Regions from separate parts of the Zea mays genome. Here region 2 is linked to region 1. The links are chromatin contacts, called in public Hi-C maps. All regions are on one chromosome and are shown on one strand. The core of a region is the stretch at or near the end of the contact, and the rest is flanking DNA. Distances in the headings are between cores, read along the strand shown. Region 1 holds the start of LOC542405 (MFS18 protein). Region 2 holds the start of LOC100283734.

Evidence for each region. Hi-C and Micro-C count contacts between places; a contact is called where the count stands out from the background.
Region 2: a contact with region 1 is called in a Hi-C map of ear, with 2.6 times the contacts expected there. The contact joins the promoter of LOC100283734 here to the promoter of LOC542405 in region 1. A contact is called at or near these places in 2 of 25 Hi-C or Micro-C datasets (ear and tassel).

The regions. Positions count from the first base shown.
Region 1 is chr3:34,855,802-34,859,452 of Zm-B73-REFERENCE-NAM-5.0, forward strand. It overlaps LOC542405 (MFS18 protein), which reads right to left and starts at 1,629. Exons shown (of 1, transcript NM_001138443.1): 1 at 624-1,629. The coding sequence starts at 1,468. The coding sequence ends at 1,082.
Region 2 is chr3:35,122,994-35,126,644 of Zm-B73-REFERENCE-NAM-5.0, forward strand. LOC100283734 reads left to right here and starts at 2,018. Exons shown (of 12, transcript NM_001156633.2): 1 at 2,018-2,338; 2 at 3,462-3,646. The coding sequence starts at 3,536.

The DNA of each region.
Region 1 (3,651 bases), core at 379-2,878:
CTCTCCATTTATCTGTCCACCAATCCAGCCCAAAGAAGAGAGAAACCCGTGGATTTGAGAATACAGAGAGGCCGAGCGTTCATTTTGCGTGGAGGGTAGTCACTGACTGATTGCTGAAGATAGATTGGGAACTGAGTAGAAAAAATGGCATTCAGCATTCTGAAAGCATGACGCATTCGAAACGGTTAGAAAATACCATTTTTTTACTGCGTGTTTGATCGATTTATCTCGTCTCCACGGACGACGGTTTGTTTAGATAGGGATCCGAGAGCCCAGAGGACATAAGCAGTAACTACACCACATATAGAGCATTAAATTGCCGCAGCAGTACACTGACATGTCCGTGACTTAAAAGCTTGCTCGTAATTTATTATTATTGACTATTTTTCTTCCCACTTCGTTTGAAATGGTTCTTCATTAGTTTATCCTAAACTGTACTGTCCAGCTGTTTGATGCTTTCGTTCGTGTCTGGGTGTGTAATATATATGCCTTGCATATGTTATCTGCTGCATTTGCTTCCTAACTTGTGTAGTACGTTGGAATGACCTTTTTTTTCAGAGATTCCGAAAGTCACTCAAAACAAAAGTAGTGACAAATTAATGATGCGAACCGAACAAAGTAGTGACAAATTAATAACGTGAACCCTGCTTCAAAAACAAATTAAAGACCCATGCATACAGCTTATACAAACAACAGGTTTACCACACACAAAACATGGATACATCACATGCATGTAGCATTATTCATGCCTCAAGAACATCACCACCGCACCACCGCTAGCTACAACCAGTCACAAACGGCTAAATAAATTAAACACCAAGTCTCCACAAACAGATACTGACCTAATAGTAAAGCAAACACCACCAAATGAAACAGATCCAACTCTCCAATGCAGGCAGGTAATTAAACTAAAAGGCAGTAGAACACAAGCTATATATATATAGCTAGCTAGACGTACGGTACGTGCAAGGCCCAACTACTGCTCGTATGGAGCTAGGGGAAACCACGAACCACGCATGCATGAAGACGACGACGTACTACAGTAACAGTAGCACCACTCTACTACCACGCTTGTTGGCGTTCAGGGCTTGTTGGCGTGCTCGGGGACGGAGCCGGCGGTGGGCGACCCGGGCATGCCGCCGAAGCCGCTGAAGCCCGGGGAGCCGCCGCCGAAGAGGGGCATGCTGCCGCTGCCGGGCAAGCTGAACCCGGGTAGGCTGCTGCCGCTGCCGGGCATGCTGAACCCGGGAATGCTGCTGCCAGGAATGCTGCCGCCGGGGAGGCCGCCGAACGCCGGGGACGCGCCGCCGCCGAGGCGGTCGAAGGGCGGGAAGGTCTGCGGCTGCACCACCGCGTCGTCCTTCTTCTCCGTCGTCGTGGTCTTGATGTTCCTCGCCTCGGCGGTCGACACGGCCAGGGCCAAGGCCAGCAGAGCTGCCGCCACCATCATCTTGGAAGACCTCGCCATCGCGTGCTAGCTCTCGGTCGATCGGCTCTCTTCTTGCTTGCCTGCTTGCGTGCGCGCCCTTCTTGCTTCTCGACGACGATTAAAAGGCTAACCTAGCCTAGTGGTGTGTGTGTGTGTGTGGCCTTGCTCTATCCCTCTTGCTACTGCTGTGGAGTGGTGTGTGATCGTGAGGAGAGAGAGGTGGCGAGGCAGGTGCTTTTATAGCGGGGGAGACGGCTGGGCGGTATTGAAGACGGCGCAGCGAGCTCATCGGCCGGCCGGGACAGTCGGACAGAGGGGCGCGGCCGCGCGGGGTAGCAGCAGCGCGGTAGGTGGCGGGCGTTAAGGAGGAGAGAGGCTGGCTTAAAGGAGAGGCAGGGTACCTGCTGCTGCTCTTTACTGCATGCCATCCTGTGACCGCCATTAAAATTTCCCCAGGTCACTTCACCAGCCACCACCACCACCCTTGCTGGCCTTGCATACGACGCATATGCATATGCATGGCGCCGTGCATGGAGAGACGACGAAGTAAAGGCGGATTTTTTTTTCTTTTTTGTTCTCTCTCTCAGATCTCGACGCGGTTTGATAAATGGTACGGTGACGCCTAGCTGTGGGCTGTGGTTGTGCAGTGCATGCCTTTGAAATTGAAATTCCAGTGGAAGCTTGCATTGCATACATTGGCATTCTGCTAGCTACGGCTGCATGCATGCAATTGCAATGCATGCGTGACACATGCATGGTGGGTGGTACTATAAAGGACATGATTGGAGTGAAGTTTTTTTTGGGGTTTGGCTAATACCATAGTATTTTATGTCATGAAATGTTTAGTTGCATTCCTGGAAAGTATATTTTCAAAACCATGGTTTTGTAGACACCAAAGTATTTTTGGAGTATTGAAAACTCCACTCCAATCCAAAGTATTTTCATGATATGACTAGCTCTTGCTTAATATCATGGTTTACAATGTTCTATCCAAACAATGTTTGTCAAAACCATGTTATTTTTGGAGCTATCAAAACCACGGTATTATCATAACAATTGCAAGTATAGTATTGTAAAGCCATGATTTTGAGAAACATTGCTGCCAAACAAGCAGGACCGGCCCTAGGGGTGGGCAGCCGCCCAGGGCCCCGAAGGTATAGGCCCCCCAAATATGTACTAAATATAAGTATATGATATGTGCTATGGATATTTAGTAATTGGTCTTAGTTGAGACACTATTCGGTAGTCCTTTCGCTAGCTGTAGCTTGTTGAAAATCTGAGAAACGAATCGATGAGTCTATTGCAGTCACAGAGCAAACAAATCGTCGCAGACTCCTAACGCGATGTGGCGAGGCGCTGAGTGTGTGTTCATTAGGTGATTGTAGCCATAGTGTATGTTGTACTAGTTCTTATATTATATGTGTATATTTTTTCAATCTCACGAACTAATGGTTGATTATTAATATATTCTATATAGGATTTTAAAGCGGAATTTTATCTATTTTACTTTGGCACCAAGCGAGCAAAAGACCAAGATAAGAGATTTTTAAATGGAGTATTATCTGCTACATATTTTTTTTTAAATATAATAGATATGGATTTTTATCCTAATCTCTCTATTGCATATTGAATCTCAGTGACTTTTCCATTTAAAAAAACTTTTAAAAACTAAATTTATTGAAAAATCATTTGTGATCAATGATCATGTTTTTTAAAAAACTTTGTATATAAATATATATTACATACATACATATATATAGAGAGGATGATGAGAGGGCCCTCTAAATTAGCTTTCGCTCAAGGGCCCTAAAATGTCAGGATCAACCCTGCAAACAAGCCCTAAGTTTTTTTTGTCTCACTTGTCACAGTTTGTCACGCTCACATCCAAATTTCACCGAGTTAGATATGTGTTTAGTTTATAGCCACAATTATAGTAAGATTTTTCTTCTACTTAGTCGTCAATGACTTGCCATTATTGGAGAGTATTGCATTTCTGTTAGCCTAGAATGGTAATGCTGCTATTCGCCATGACAGTTAAGCGTGTAAGTACTACGGGCGGCGCCGGTGGATCAGTCCGAGCCGTTTTTACTCTGGCGCTTCGTGCCAGATACGTACACTGTCATCAGTTTGTCATTGTGTTTTACTGTTGAAGTGGGGTCTAATTAATAACTAGCTAGGCTGTGGCTGTGGCGCGTCTTTGGAGCAGCATCAGAGGTTCTTAT
Region 2 (3,651 bases), core at 768-3,267, 270 kb after region 1:
GAAGAGTGGCCACGGGCACGATCGGCGGCTTCAGCACGATAGGAATGCCTAGGACGACGAAAGGAGCGACGGGGTGCGGGGAGTGAGCAAGATGCTGCACGGCGTGGCACATAGTGCTGCCGTAACCGATGAGCATGATGAGCGCCATCGTCACAAACATCGTGTCGGAGAAGAGATACGAAGCGTCACAAGTCACGCACCGTGTGGCACGTAGTGCTGCCATAATCGATGAGCATGATGAGCGCCATCGCCACAAACGTCGTGGCGGAGAAGAGAGACGAAGCGTCACAAGTCATTGCTAGCGGCTAGGAGAAGTGCTTCCTCGGGAGTGAGGAGCTACAAAGCCGTCGCGTGCTTGCGACGGGTCCTTGGCGAGCATTTTATTGTAGCCTATTCAAAGCTGAGCGTGTACTGTTTCGCCAGAGCTAGGCCAGTTGGGAACGAGATAGAGATGGTTGGTGGCCTTCCGATGCAAAACATGGACGACAAATATGTAATGGATGGCTGTTGTTCGAGGCATTTGGTTCATTAGCTCATATGTTTTTTGTAGCTGGATCGGAATTAACCACCCCTCATGCATGACGCAAGACAATACTAGACACCGCTCAACTCATGCATGGCCTATGCTTGATAATTGATGAGGCATGTTTTCTTCTCTATTAGATTATTGTGTCCATGAATTATGTGTTTAATGTGTGTGTCTAAGAGAAAATAAAAGGGCATAGGTTCAGTAGAAGATGTTGTGGATCTTTAAAACCGACAGTCATACCATGTGTTTATATGAAGTCAATGTCTTGAGTTATAAGTCATCAAGGCTGTTACACCATATATAGATGGTGAGAAGCCACTGAGCCTAATATAACAGGAAGTCGTACACATATAGTAACACACCGTTAACTGAAGGAGGACGAGCTACAGAGAGCTCTATAAAAACAGGGATTGAATTCTTTTTAACTCATATCTTTCTCGACTTTTTTGCTAAAATAAAGTGTAATATTTATTTTTATCAATTTAATATCTGGTCTATAGACAATATGCTCACTTTGATATTAATTTTATTTATTATTGGCATTTTTGGGGAGAATTCATATGACTCGTTTACTTCGCTCAATCATTGATTGCATTGCGGGTACGCCTTCCTAACCAATATCATGAAATACGATTGTGTACCATCGCAACACACGAGTATTATATTAGTTAGAGTTTAAAATTATGTGGTCTAATTTCACGCAATAAAGAGTGGTAGTGCTTTGTATTGAGATAGTGAATTTCTAGATATAGTCCAATTCGGATAACTGAGTCTTTTATTCCAAATATTAATTTTATATTCAATCAAACAATATAATTCTGTAAAGCTGATGTTAATTTCTAACTCCGTCCAAACGGGGTATTAGTCATATTGTTGGTCTGTTGTCGGAGATAGTGCTGTGAATATGGACGGGCTTTTTGGGCCAACACGAGTATGACACGAAAACAGAAGCCCAAAGCACGACCCGACATGAAATAATATGAGTCGGGCTAGCATGGTCCGAAGACGGGCCTAGGTTGGGCCTCAAATTCTGGCCCGCTGGTCCCCGACACGGTCCGTACAGATGGACCGAGCTTGGGCCGGCACAACCCAATGTAGTCCAAATTGTTTAATTACTTTAATTTAGTAAGCTACCGACTTTATATTGTTATGATATTTAGAGTATGTTGTGAAATAATGCTAGGGTTGTTTAATATCTTTAATTTATTAAGCTATAAACTTTATGTAGTTGTAATATTTTGATTTTATATTGTCAAATAAATGGGTCGGGCTTTGGCCGGCACGATTCAACAAAGACATGACGTGATTTAGGATCAGACTAGACCACTGTTTTTACATTTCAGACTGACACGATACGGTCTAAAAGTTTTTTTTAACTTTCTTGGCCTGAACTTGTTTAGCACGAAGGAACCATAGGTTTGGGTCGGACCGGCACTGCTGGCCCAATTGCCAGCACTAGCCGGAGACAGGCTTTAAAGTGGAGGGATCGGCGGGCGGGTAGTGCGCGCGGGCGTGGTGGTGGTGGGTGCTTTGACTGCAGGCCTCGGCACGGTAGGCACAAATCATTTTGGCCGCTGCGTCGCGTTGGGAGCAGTATTCTACTGTGCCTGCGTCCCGACAAGCGAAAAGAAGAGACGGGGGAGGGTGGGAGAACGGATACCGAAAGGGGTAGGAGAGTGAGCAGCCAGAGAACAGGGAGGTAGAGAGGAGGAGGAGGTAGAAGGCGAAAGAAGGGGAACCAAATCTTGGACGGGAACACATAGATTTCTTTGGTGGAGGAAGGAGGAGGGCAACAAGAGGAGGTTACAGGTATGGACACCCATCTGTTCTTGCTCCTAGATTTGGCTGTTTGTTTTTTCGGTTTGTTCTTCTCTGTTGCTAGTTTGTGACCGCGAATGGGCGTCCTTGGTCCATGTTTGCGTGCGCCGCTGGCGATTCTGGGAGCTCTGGTCATCCATCTCCTGGGATCTGCCTTTTCCCGGTGAGAGGCGCGCACCGTTCGCGGCCGGGTTGTGCCTGTTCTTCGCGCGGGTCAGTGGCATTTTCTGGAGCGTCTCTTGTGGTGTTGACGAAGTTGGCATCGTTATCTGAAAGATGCGCTCTTTCTCAGTTTGTGTTCGTGTTTTTAGTCAGCCGAGAGGAGCGTTTCCGCGGATCTCATGACTTCTTTTCCTCTTGTATATGGGTGCATGGGTTGTGCTCTAGGCTTCCATAGGAAATCAAATCCACCAATTAGTGCCCAATCCGTCAATTCTTTGTGGATTTGCTTGTCCCCCTTTGTTACAGGCTCGGAAATGCCCCTGAATTGATCCTTGGGGGGGGGGGGGGGGGGGGGGGTCCTTAATCAGGATAATTTGCTTTGACTTCACAAGAGTTTGGAGAACGTTGCCTAATATGCTTGAGTTCTGGCCGAGACGGCGAGACATATGCAGCGAGCTTCCATTCTAAGTTATAGGAGTACCATTTAGAAGGGAAGCGTTGCTTCGCGGATGAACATAGCGTCTGTATCCTTGCGATTATCTGCCAAATCTTTAGAGAAGAGGGTTAAGATAAGAAGGCCCTCCGTTTCCATGGCTAAACTATGGTACATCAAATACGAATGACTTCTTTTTGCGAGTCGTGAGCGGTTCTTGCAATGTGTCCACTATTGGGTGATCCTGTGCTCTGTCTTCTGTCGGTTGTACGCTTGGCTCATGACCATTCCGTGTTTTCAAGCTAGGAAGAACTTGTTCTATTTTCTTACATTTACCTAGATTCGTCGGATGGGTTGTACTCGTTAACAAACTAAGTTCAGCTAGATTCGTCGGATGGGTTGTACTCGTTAACAAAGTTCAGCTCGTTAGACATTAACCCTCTGCCGTTGCGAATGTTACTGCCATTGCAATATCTAGAACCATCCCTCTGATCAATTTGGTTGTTAATCCACTTACAGGTAGCCCAATAGATCTACTGCTGTTGAGGGAGTTGATGCAAAGCTGAGTTGCTGCGCGTTGGCTTTCTTTAGAGATGGCTTCAGCTGGTGTTGCCCCTTCTGGGTACAAGAACAGCAGCAGCACCAGCATTGGTGCCGAAAAGTTGCAAGATCACATGAACGAGCTAAAGATTAGAGATGATAAGGTTAA